2 separate regions of the Drosophila melanogaster genome follow, and region 2 is linked to region 1. A link is a contact called in public Hi-C data. All regions are on one chromosome and are shown on one strand. The core of a region is the stretch at or near the end of the contact, and the rest is flanking DNA. Distances in the headings are between cores, read along the strand shown.

What was found. A called contact is a pair of places that touch in the nucleus more often than the background predicts.
Region 2: a Hi-C map of the Kc167 cell line shows a contact between it and region 1, with 2.4 times the contacts expected there. A contact is called at or near these places in 18 of 107 Hi-C or Micro-C datasets (the Clone 8 cell line, the D17-c3 cell line, the Kc167 cell line and 8 more) and 4 of 7 datasets of targeted methods (the Kc167 cell line and the S2 cell line).

What each region holds. Positions count from the first base shown.
Region 1 is chr3R:30,828,495-30,834,936 of dm6, reverse strand. CG15544 reads right to left here. Exons shown (of 4, transcript NM_143571.4): 2 at 1,074-1,295. The coding sequence starts at 1,118. Among named protein-coding and RNA genes, the nearest start is that of CG15544, 3.9 kb to the right of the region's middle.
Region 2 is chr3R:30,875,797-30,882,443 of dm6, reverse strand. CG12071 reads left to right here and starts at 1,417. Exons shown (of 6, transcript NM_176592.2): 1 at 1,417-1,681; 2 at 2,538-3,090; 3 at 3,202-3,311; 4 at 3,390-3,752; 5 at 3,863-4,297; 6 at 4,447-5,360. The coding sequence starts at 2,553. The coding sequence ends at 4,746. It overlaps CG15547, which reads left to right. Exons shown (of 3, transcript NM_143576.2): 3 at 1-652. The coding sequence ends at 328. It overlaps CG15546, which reads left to right and starts at 6,258. Exons shown (of 1, transcript NM_143574.2): 1 at 6,258-6,647. The coding sequence starts at 6,310.

The DNA.
Region 1 (6,442 bases), core at 2,512-5,011:
AATAAACGAAAAGGTCATAGTGTTAAATCCCTAAGTAGGTAATAACATTTCATAACTGTTAACTAAAAAGGAATATGTTATTATGCAATAACTGCAAATAAAATTTGAACAAAAATAATTAAAATACCATTATCTTAAGTACACCTGCAATCGTTATAGGGATTACACACATGCAGATCTATAATATTTAATTATTTATCACATAAAATATATTTAATTGCCATCTTTTCTCTGAGTATAGTGGTTACCGACTGCAGTTAAATCGCGTGCAATTATTTAGTTTACTCGGCTTTAGTTTGGCTTACTCCGCTCCACATTACTCACAATCAACTTGGTCTGTCTAATGAGCAGTCAATAAAGAGCCGGCCAGACAGAAACGCGAGTGTGTGGTAAAAATTAATTCCAAAATGCATTTGCTGGCCAAGCAGTCAGCAGAATTATGGATGATTTGGGCTAATAAAACCGAAGTCGGCAAACAAATGGAGTGCGATCGCACCATTAAACCATTTTTCAAAACGCATTGGCCAAGCTAATGGTGCACCCCATGTGAATGCATTTGGCAATTGCATTTTTGTGCCTGGGAATTGCTGGCCATAAAGATGAGGTCTCAATTGGAGTTTAAAGTTTTCGAACGATGCCATTTGAATCAGTTTCGTTGGATTGTTAAATCGAAGTCGAAGTCGTGGGGAAGGAGGACGAAACTTTCCAAGTTGAAGATCAGATAAATTGATTGATTGCTTTCGACTGTGTTGAAATGAAAATCAGTTTATTGTTTGCTTTTGAAATGCTTTTTTCAATTTATCACAGCTTCTAGCAGTTAATGCCAGATATTTTTTTTTTGTTGTTTTTAACAGCACCCAAACTATTTTGGAATTACATACCATAAAGACAATTACTAACCACTTTTGGAAGTGCTTGGAATGGAGTGTAAACTAGTTTGTTTGGTAGCTAAGGTGGCCAAATCGTAGCCTTGAACTTAAGCGTTTATTTGACCAAATCTGAGCAAGTTACCTGGAATTCTGCGAGCACCTGGCCATAAAGAAGTGAACCAACCAACTTAATGCGACACTTACCAGCAGCAAGAAACCGAATTTAAGGAGCCAGCAAAAGTGTGCCATTCCGCTTTCGGTTAGTCCACCTGTCCACCAGTTAATCAAGCGCTTAATGCTTCTTTTGTTCTCGGTGCTTAATGGGGATCGCTTTCCTGGGGCTCCTCAGTGAATCATGGGGCCTCTTTTGACCACCAGCTGCTCTGCGATCATTCTGGCCACTGTCTCTGGGGATTTGGTTAATGGCTGCAATTAGGGAGGACAAAAAGTGGTAATTAGCCAGCGAGGTAGTAAAGAAGGCACCAAAATTATCTCCCATTAAAAATACTTGGCAAACGTATAACAAATCGAGCGACGAGAACAAATTCATTGCGTTCGATCGATAAGCCATGGGAAAAATCCAAGCCAAATGTCAAGGTGCATTTCACACCAGAAATCGCCGAGAGTTGCAAGCACTTGCAACTAGTTCCAAGATTCTCGGCGTATTCCGCAGTTAGTTCAATGCACTTAGCGAAAAGTTGTGAATTAAAATGCACATATATATATTTATTTTTGAATTTAATTAGTAACTATTAATAGTTACTCACCTTAACCACCTTCTGCTTCTTTGTTTACTTACCAAGTTCAAAGACTTTTTAGGGCTTGAATTCTTTTTTTTTTGGGTGTAGAAGAATCATTGAACTTGTATTGGCAGCAGGTTGGCCACACAAACTAACAACTGGCAACTTCAAGAAGCGTCCAACAAGTTGCAGAGTCTGGCCAGAAAAAAAAGCGGAGTCGAGAGCCAAAAGCCAAGCCCAAAACCAAAAATCCATAGCCCAGACAGATGCTCAGTCGTCTGTTGCAGTTTCAACATATTTATAATTAATGGCAAGGTATTTTGATAGCTTTTTGTTGCCAGCAATTGGCATGTACCATTGAAGTGGGTACCGAGATTTGGCCGGAGCTGCTGCAATCGATGGCTGAAATCCACGGTGATGAGTTTGATTTGGCCAGGCATAATTTAATTAACCGTTCTCAGGCATTTCCGCCACTCGGAGACCACGTAATTAAACTCCAGCCAAAGTCAAATTCATAAAAAATCATATTTTTTTTTGGCAAAAAACTAAGGCTAGACAAATGCCGAAAGAAAGACAGAGAAAGACGAAAACCAGTTCTAATTCTTATCAAGCCTTCTTCACAGGCCATATAATTACTCATGGCCCTCTATAGATATTTTAAAGTTCGTTTTTTTTTTTTTTACCAGACAGCATTTAATTACTGAGGAATTCTGCGGGGAAAACAAATATGTTTATGGCGAGCAGGCATCTCATTAAAAACGAAAGTTTTCAAGTTTCGTTCTTAGCCAAGTGAGGGGTCATTAATTAGCCAAAGTCATATGGAAATGCCAGAACCTCCCATTTAAGCCGGCATCTATTATATTTTATTCTGTTCGGTGCGGTTCTGCTCTATTCGTAGCCTTCGCTCTGACGTCATCCTAATTTCTTTTATTCTCTGTCATTTTTTTTTGCTGCCCTGTTGGCAGATGTTCATCATTAGGTTACTCTGTAAGTTCCTTGGCCTTTCAAGTCAGTTGTTAAGCCCATAGAAAAGTAAAAGTTCTGACGTTCGCCGTTTTGTTCACACATTCATTATCCACAATTTAGCGTCTCTAAATTGCAACTAGTCTATAACTACTATAACTAAAGCTGCACCCACTTGTCATAGGAATCGGAATCGGAATATGTTCTAGTTCTGGCTTTTGCTGGGAGCAGGTATCTCTGCTGCGACCACTTGGGTTAAGGCCAAAAACCACTGCAGGGGAATATGGGAAATCAATGAACTTGGAATACTCTTTGCCTATAGAATATACTTGTATAATCGCAATTAAGTTTGTTCTTGGTAATAATATATTTAGATAGAAACAAGTTTTCGGGCTTTGGAACTAGTCGTTGGTAACTTGGAAGATCTATAAAAAATATATATATTTTAATGATGGATTCGCAATTATAGTCTGCCTTGTGATAGAGCAATGGAGTTGGGTTCGGACCATTATAAACTTTGCAGAACAATCAAACTGATGTCCGATGTAACTAGTTGTAAATCAAATGTGTCCAAAATAATTCTGCATCAATTTATTCTCTGCAATTATTAATCTGCCTTCTTTGGTAGTGCAGCAACCGCAGCTTGGTCTTGAAATCTTAATGGAATAATCGCACTCGTGAATGGCCATTGGCGTTACTAAATTTGTGCCACACTCGCACTCTCGGTCAGTTAGTATATAAATTAGAATGCTAATCGATAGTTATGGATACGCCCTGAAAACGAGAGCCCGAGGAACTGGCAGATCGCAGATCGGCGAGGTGAGGACGGTGGACAATGGGCGACTGACAGATTCCGGTTAATAAACTTGATTTAAAACCAGAAGTGAACACTGCGGGCAAAAGGTAATGGCAAATAAATTGCCACTAAGTACACACACAATACATAGTCGTACAAATGACACAAAACAAACAAAAGGCGAAATCAAATGAAAATGTGTAACAAATGGACAAACGTGGCCCGCACCCGCAATTCACTCCGATTCGAATTCAGATTCCGATTCCGATTCAGATCCAGAAACAGAAACAGATTGAGATTCAGACGGGGACGAGACAAGTGTTGGACCCTGTGACAAATTGTCAAACATTCGCAATCTCAGAAAACGTCGCACCACGGTTGCAATTCATTAACAATCGAAGTGGAGTTGATTCGAGTTCAGTTCGGTTGACTTGAGTTGAATTCCGTTGAGTTGAGGGACGGACAGGCTCAAAGCCGAAAGGCAAAAGAAGGGAGAGGCCACACGTCGTATGCGCTATATTTTCAACAGCATTAATATATTTCTGCCTTGCAATTTGTCTCGATAAAGAGTAAGAAAAATAAAATACTTTGAAAAGGGCATACCTAAGCTAGAACATTTAAATAAGCTCTTTAATTGAACAAAACAAGTTCACGATGGCACAAATGAAACAACCCTCTTCAAGGGTATAAAAAGCAATCACAAAGTCAATGCAAAGCCCAAAACTCTGCCAAAGTCACACAAGACATTCGAGTGAGCTCTAATTGGAGCGTTTTCTGTTTGTGTTTATGTTTCCATGGAATTTCGAAGAGTTTATTGCACTCCACACACCGCACTCCTTTTGGCCATTTGTCATCGCATTGTTGTTGTGACCAAAACTAAAAATGTGGCCAAAACAGTGCAATCCCAACCTGTTTGTTTATCTGTCGCAGGTCGCGCGACTTTGAGGCGTTTTGTCAGCGTTTTGCCGCTGGTTTCGTTTTACTCAGCCGCAGCATATAATTTGTTAATTTAACTTTTTGCAGCCTTTAATTGTTTTGGCCAAAGCTCAGCGACTACTGCAGGCAGTTTGCGGTGCAATTACGCTCTTAATAATAATTTTGTTGCAAAAATGTTGAACGGTTTGGCAACGCTTCCACTTTTGCAATCTGGCTCAGAATGTGGGGGCCATTAGATTATAGACATTATCGATATGACTATCTGATTGATTAAGGGTCGAGTTGAGGCTACGAAAACTTAGCGTAATGACATCAGTGTTTACTTAATGGCGATTGCAAGTACTTCGCTTGGTTATTGCAAATAAAACACAAAAACTTGATGGAGTCATTAAATAATGATCGCCAGGAGTTTGGTTTTCTTTGAATGCATACAGGAAGTAAAAAGTATTCAAAGTGGAAATCTATCTAATTGAATTTCCCACTTGAAAACCGACGTTTTGAATAAAAAGTATATGTAAAAATTTGTTATAAAATTGATTAATTCATTACTCGTATGGTCAATAAAATCAAATAAGATTTAGCTCTTTTGTTTATGCGGTCATTTGTGTTTAGTTATTAATCCAAGCACCTCGTTTGTCGAATGTGTTCTAATTTGAAGCAATTTGGCAATTGGAATGGTTGGTTTACAGACGTGTTGTGGTCTCCCTGTTATGATTTCATTAATTGAATACAAATTCAATCATAATCTCGATCGAATTGTATTGTTTCAGCACTGGGTCCATTGAAAATAAGACTGTAAATTATGCCGCTAAATTGCTGCCATAAATTTTCCTTCAAACAATCCATTGCACACAATTACTGCCCTTGGATGGATATTCAAGCTTTTCCTTGGCATTCAGCTGGCAGCGTACTTTCAATCTGACAAATCTGAAATTAATTCACTCCACGGCGATTTATTTCTGTTTTTTTTTTTCGGACTTTGAATCCGAATGGCCAGCTGGGACAGTGGGTCACTAAATCAACGCCCAATTACAAGCGAACCGTTAATTATTTCGGTAAGTTCGGAATAAGCAGGGCGTCTAAACTAATGAGCTACATACATACATACATATGTATGTATGGGGACCATTAAAGTCTCGTTTGTCGATCGCGCGAATGAGAGATATGAATCTGCCTGCGAAATAAATTAATGCCTTAATCCACGCCCGTCCATTAAAAATCGGGAATTCGAATTCGAGCCGGACAAAAGAAACAAATGCTCTTTCATTCGGTCTTTCCGTCGTTTTTTTTTTTTTTGTGTGATTTCAAAACCCAAACACTAATGCACTTGCATGCCAATTGACTGACTCACACCGATAGACTTTCATCCGTGACCTTGAGGCGACTGGCCGACATATCTCCCAACCGGCACCGCCCACCGCCCTCTGCCCACCGCCTTTCCGCCAGATTTCCACGGCATGAAGACAAATCCACTTTGTGGCCAAATCGAAAACAAAAACAATAACAATAACAAAGCCGCTCGTTGAGCAAGGCAGTAGACCAAGCACAAAAAACTCTACCAAAATGCAGAAAAAACTGTAACAAAAATTAAAACTCAGCAGCAAAAAATTTGAGTAACAAACCGAGTGCAAAACAAACGAAAACCAACAAAAAAAAAATTCGCAAAAAGCGGGAGGAAAATCCTAAAAACATAAAAAACGCGTTTGCGCATAAAAACTCTTTGGATTTGGCCAATTTTAGCCATTTGGCAGTATAGCGATCTATATGTACACTTTGCGATTTTGTTCCTGCACAGACAAAATTTTCGTAGCACTAATAAAAAGATACGTTATTTCAGATATCAGCTTACTTTTGAATTATTCTCTCAAATAACTAATAATAATAATGCGAAAATTATATTCAGAAAATTGAAGAATAAAATCAACACCAGTTTTCATTTGCTTTTAGAAATTATAAAACATTTAAATGTGCTTTAATAAATATTTTAAATAGTTACAGTGTAAATATTATTTTCTCGATGCTCCAAAAGTCACGTATTTGGTGGCGTTAAAATTTAAATACACATCTTTGCAAATCCGTAATGTTCGTCACTTTTTTTTTACTGTGTGGCATATTATTAACCGTTACTTTTTACCAAA
Region 2 (6,647 bases), core at 168-2,667, 50 kb before region 1:
TATTGTCTACGAGGAAATCCAACCGGAGGCTGAGGAGCAGGAGTCCAAGGAGGACCTGCACGACCTGGAGGAGGAAGGCGTAGGCGAGTCTGGGGGCTCAGATGCGGAGTCAGACCGAAGTGTTCATGAAGCTCCACCGCCACCAGCTCAAGATGACGAGTCCGAAGAGGGTGACGCTGCTGCTGGGGAGCCAGGCGAAACTGCTCCCGCTCCTGAAGTGGCTCCTCCTGCCCAAGAGGCTACTGCTGCGCCTGAAGTCCCTGCAGTGGCTGAAGAACATCCTCACGCAGCAGAAGCTCCCGCAGAGGAAGCTCCACCAGGGGAATAAGTTTGTTTCACTAGTACACCTGTTGCCCCCATCATTTGTTTGGCGAAGCATAGAAAAAATGGACTAAAATGCGCGCAATTTTTGCATCACCAGCCATTGCACCCGTTGAACCACCTTAAACTGGCAATTGCGCACTCGCAGAATTTTGGGAGGAGGGTTTAAAATGCTGGTCCTGCAGTTCTTTATTTGCCCCTAAAAAGTGCATCCCACACGGCAGGAAAATCAACAGGAGCAACAGCTTTTTAGCCTCCAATTTGCCGCTGGCCAAATGGCAAAGTTTTTTCGCCCCTTTCAAGTGTCCAATAAAAAAAATCGTTGTAAATTAAAACAAACAATGAAATCAAATTAAATTTATGGGCCAACTTTCGGTGCAAAAGTGTGTGTTGCATATGGCACACTTTTTCGCGGGGCAAAGTGGCCTGCAGTGGTTGCAATTAACCCAATTAAAGAACAACAATAGGTTTCGCCTGGATTATTTGGATTTCAGCGATTTACTTTGATGGAAGGAGTAATCTAGATTTGGGTTGTGCTTTAATGTACACCTTAATATGTACTTTTGGTAGTCAAGCCAAGTAATATTTAAGCTGCATCGAGCAGGCTAAAATCCAATCGTATGATTTTATACATATTTAAATGATTAAAGCAGCGCATCAGTATTTTGGAACTGATAAACCAAGACATCTCCACTGATCCTTGTTGATCCACAGGCTTTGGATTCAACACAAAAATGATCTATTTAAAGTTATATTTTAAAACAAATAAGTATTTTTTTGAATTTCAATAACTATTTTCCTTATGTTTTTAAATATAGAAACCATACAAAGCAATTTTAGATATGCCATAACCACTGTGCGTGACCAGCAGTTATCGCTGCGAATGTATGTGTGAGTTCGGAGAGAGGCGGAGAAAAGAGAGAGAGAGAGAGAGCAAAAGCTCTCCCCGTTTGGACGCCTTGAGATATGCAACGCTTTTCGCCTTGCGTAGCGTACCGCTTCCGATTTTTGTGGAATAAGCAAAAGCAATTCGACAGTCGCTATCTGGCTGCCTTCGCTCTGCTCGCATCCTATATCCGCGTTCGGCGTCCTGCGGCCTTCCAAAAATAACAAATAATTACTCAAAATAATAATAATTGAGGTGGTGTGAGGGCGCAGAGCTTTTGAGTCGACGTCGAGTCAAAAAAGTGGCAGAGAAGTGAATCGGTTTCGGTTTCGCAATATACATACACAAACAATAGGCACTGGGAAGTAGACGACGGCGAATCCTTGGCGGCTCAGCATTTCCACCGAATTCGCGTCGAGGAAAAGCGGAAAATCGGAAAAGCAGCGACCATTCTCGTATTGATTTTCAAGTGTGGTAAGCGGAAAACGCAAGCAAATACGGAAAAAACATGAGAAAGTCCAGAGAAAAGCCCCACCAACTGGCAGTGAAAATGCATGTGGAAATGTCAATGGCCAGGCGGAACAAAAAGGGGCGGTGGTGGGTTAGGTAAATGCTGAAAAGTGTCTAAAGCTGGCTCAGAATCCCCACAAAATGTCCGAAAATAGAAAAGTGATATAGTGCAGTGTCGGCGCAAGGAGGTGTGAAACCCCCAAACTCAAATATTGTGGCTAAATTATAGCGCGCTTGAAAATAAATCCGGGCAGACACGGAAAAGCCCCAAACCTCGGGTCCAAAAATGAAAAAAGCTGAAGAAGCAGAAGAGGAAGCCCGAAAAAACGGAAGAGGAAGAAGCGGCCGGCATACACACACAACCACAAGGGGGTGGCAATCCAACAATCCGAAAGTTGGGCTGGGAAAAGCTCAAGTCACAAATTTTTGCGCAAGGGCAGGCCGAAGTGAATCGAGTCGAGTGCTTTTCCGCAAAGGGGGTGGCAGGCGCCTTCGTCGCTGCCGCAGTCGGCGTCTCCGTCGACGCCAGTGATTTCGCAACACTCACACAAGCACCCCCACAATTTACAGTTAGGGGTGGCATTCACAATAGCGGTGATTCGAATACCCTCGCAGACTGTGAGAACCATAAAGGTCCATCAATGTTAACCCATTTACTAGTATATTAACAAAGGCTTTATCAAAAGTTAAATAAGTTAAAAGCCTTAAAATCGATAGTAATACTACACACTATGTGCAATAAGTTTTTTGATGTATCTACATGACATGGTATACCCTTTATATATATTTATTTTACTGAATATTTTTTATTAATCGCCAGATCGGCGCCGTTAACATGGATAAGATGACGGTTGCCCAGAAGAACGCATATCTCGAGGCGCACATGGCGGTGCAGCAGCAGATGGCCCAGGCGGCCATTCAGTTCAAGCAGCAGCAGACGTCCCAGCAACAGAACTCCCCCACGGCCAACAACAACAACAACAGCCAGAACAATGGCAACATGCAGCAGCAACAGCAGCAGCAGCAGCAGCAACAGCAGCAGCAGCAGCAACAACAGCAGCAGCAGCATTATGCAGCAACCATCAAGGTGCCGCAGATCAGTTCCTCCAATGTGGCAGCCGCGGCGGCGGGGGAGAGCACCTTCACAGTTCCGGACGACGGAATGGGATTCGAAGGAGGCGTGCGGGTCCTGCAGAGTCTGGGAACCTGGTCGGCGGCCGAGCAACTGACCTACAACATCCCCAAGCCCAACCTCATCCCCTTCACAGAGCCCTATGTCGAGGGGGGCTCCATGCACCCCGCCAGTCGACTCAAGGCCCTGCAACAGGTGCAACAGGCATCCTCCGGGGTGCGCAAGACAAATCCCTCAAAGTGTGAGTATTGTTAAAAGTTTCGCAAAGTTAGTAATATAAGCACTAGTGTTAAAGTCCAACAATAACGTACTTTTACATGGATTTGAATCAATCAACCTTTCGCTTTTACAGCCACCAACAAGGCATTCGAGTGCACGGTCTGCGGCAAAGGACTCGCCCGCAAGGACAAGCTGACCATCCACATGCGCATCCACACCGGCGAGAAGCCCTATATTTGTGAAGTATAAGCTGCCCTCGAGCCCCGCACCTCTAGCCTCGATCATCTAATCTAACCCTCGCTCTCGAATCCTTCATTTCAGGTGTGCAATAAGGCGTTCGCAAGGCGGGACAAGCTGGTGATTCACATGAACAAGTTCAAGCACGTGACGCCCACGAACATTGCACCACTCGGAAAGCGGCTGAACAACATGGTGAAGAAGAAGGAGCAGCCGGATCCGCCGCCGGAGGACAACAAGCAGAGCCTGGAGCTGCAGCTGCAGCAGCAGGCGGTCCAGGTGGCCGCCCAGAACATAATAGTGCAATCTGCTCAAGGAGCGCCGACGTCGATTCCCGGTATCATCATACCGCACCATCAGCAGCAATTGTCGTGGACGTGCGAGCTGTGCGGCAGGATGTTCTCGAGTCGGGACGAGTGGTCCATTCACGCCAAGAGTCATCTGGAGGTGAGAAGATGTCGGTAGACACTCCTGGTGAAAGTTGAGCCAAGGAGATATTTGTGATATGGCTGGAGTGGATTTAACCCTTTACCTTTTTCTTTCCCATTGAACTGTAGTATTGACAGCCGGAACGGCTAGTCGCAGAGTCAACAAAACCAGCAGCAGCGGCGGCAGGAGTCATTGCTAAGACCACCAGCAGCAACAACAGTCGCAACTATCAAATGGATGCTAATCAAAACCAAATTCAGATGGAGGCCCAAGCACGAAAACAGAAGATAATCATTCAAAACCAGATGATACTCAATGCCAGCCACCAGCAGCAGCAGCAGCCGCAGCAACATCCGCAACAGCAGCAGCACCAACAGCAGCAGCAGCAACACGTGGCCCACGGAAAGAAGGCAGCCAGAAAACACCAGCAACATCTGCAGCAACAGCAGCAGCAACAGCAACAGCAACAGCAACAGCAACAGCAGCAGCAGCAACAGACCAGTGCGCCTATGTACAATAACAATAGTAGTAGCAACCACAACGGCAACAACCAAAGCCAAGAAGTAACTACCTATTAAACAGACCAAATGAACTGAAACCACAGCAACACCAACAGCCAACAGCAACATTGAACACCAAAAAAAAAAACTCACCATTTCCGCATTCTGTATTCTGTTACCCTTCCGTTTACCCCTTTTCCCTGCAAATCCAGGTGTCGGTGCCGGTGTCGCACATCATTGCCAATTCGCCGACGGCCGCCACGTATATGCAGGCCCAGCTGAGCGAGCACGCCAGCAACATGCAGCACGGCATGCCCATTGTCACGTACAATGGGAACCAGTACTGCGTGATTACCCGTGCCCCGGATCTGGATGTGGAGGCGATGCAGAAGCCGCTGGACTATGGCCACGCAGCCGGAGGAGCCACCAACATAATAGTAATGTCGCCGATGCAACTGCTGCCCCCCCAGCAGCAGCAGCAGCAGCCGCAACAGCAACAGCAGCAGCAGTAAGCACCATCGAAGAGAAAGGCTAACTGACTGGCCAATCAGCTATAAATACGAATTGTAAATAAAGTCTTAAGCAGCCGAGAGCAACCCTAAGTATATGTTTAACAACACTACCCAGCAAAACTAAAAACTAAAAACAAAGAAAAAAACAAAGTTTGTAAATGTCAGGTTATAAAGCATAGATCCCCGTGTCAGCGATGTCAACTCAAAATCAAACGTAGTCTAAGCAACCTAACATATCCCCCCGCAGAACGTATATGGTACCCATCTACATGAGCAGCCACCACACTGAGATATATAGATATGCCACTTCGCCGTTTCGCAATTTCAGACCCTCCAGAGTAGTATCCCCACATAGACCCGTATGCAAACCGAACGTGTATGATATTGTATGTGTTTCTATGGCATTGTTTGTACATTAAGCTTATTACGTACTCCAAATACGTCTTCGACTAAAACGCAGCCTGGGAGGTAAACCAAATAAAATGAATTAATGGAAGCAAAACATAAGTAGCAGTAGTAGTGTCCATCAGCAAAGCTCCCCACACATCTCCCCACTCCATTCCAATGGCAAACCATGTAAAGATCAAGAGAAAATAAATTTAATTTAATTAAATAAACACTGGTATGTTTTACTGGTGTTTCGCTTTTCCTTTTCAAAGTGCATTGTTCACGACATTGTGTCAGAGTATTGAGCTCCTCTCAACTTTCAGCCATGTAATGTTACGTATACGCAGTGTCGGCCATACTGAGCATCATTCAAGTGACACTCACTTGCGGCCAAAAGTACGTTGAAGTTGAAGCCATTAAAGCACCCAATAATTGGCATCTGTTGTCGTTTATTATTCTTGGTCGGCCAACTTTGGCGGCATTCTGGCTTTTTAGTCCGAACGGACAGGCCAAAAGCGAAGTAAAAACCAAAACATTTGGTCAACGCTGAGCTCACGAAAATCAACTTTTCGTTCCAAAAGTGAAAAATGCCGCGATTTGGTTTGACCTTAGATGGAAACTCGTCTCTGCCGCTGCGCCGTCGACTTCGCTGCCAACGTCCACGCTGCACTGGCAGCAAATAAATTTTTGCCTCGATGCTGTTTGTGTTTGTTGTTAATAAGTCACTCGAAGAATTTGCAAAAGGGTATAATGTATTTTCAAAAATCTTGCGAGAGGCTAAAAACCAAAACCAACAAGTGTGTCATTTTCCAAACTGCCTGCAGTGAATGCAGCGCACTGTTTGCTTTCGAAGAAATCGAATATGGAAATATAATTAAATGCTGTATATTTCCAATTCGTAGAGTATCCAAAAGTTTATAAACACAGAAACTCTCGTTTTTACTCACTTCTCGAGTTATTTTTCGCAAGAATCGCAAATTAGTCTGGGGCCTGGTTGATCACCTGAGCAAACGAAACTGAACGCCTACGACAAATGACAACGCCGATGGCGACGCCAACATCTCAGCCATTTTATGTGCTCTCCGGCCTCCGACGGATTCTTTTTGTGTCAGTCGGTTTGCGGACCAGTCTCCGATCAGTCGAGTGGACCACCAATCCGGCGAAGATTGGGCGACCATGCTGAACGGAAAATTCTACACGGGCTTGCCGCCCAAAATGGTGGAGCGCCAGGCGGTGAAGGTGTGCAATCGCCAGGAGTCGCACTTCTTCTGGCCAGACGATTCCCGAGCGGATTCCGCGGTGGAAACCCGAGCAAAGAGGAGAAACAGCCAGCAGCTGGAGAGGCCTGTGGAAAGGATTACTTCCAATCAGAATGTATCCGACGAAGTGGACACACGGCGAATGTTTCACAAGGAGTTTGCCAGTTCTTCCATACAGTTCTATGATAATCTGCAGTCTAATCCTGGAAATAAACCTTCATTGGCAAGGGGTCTACGCAGAGAAATAACCCCAAA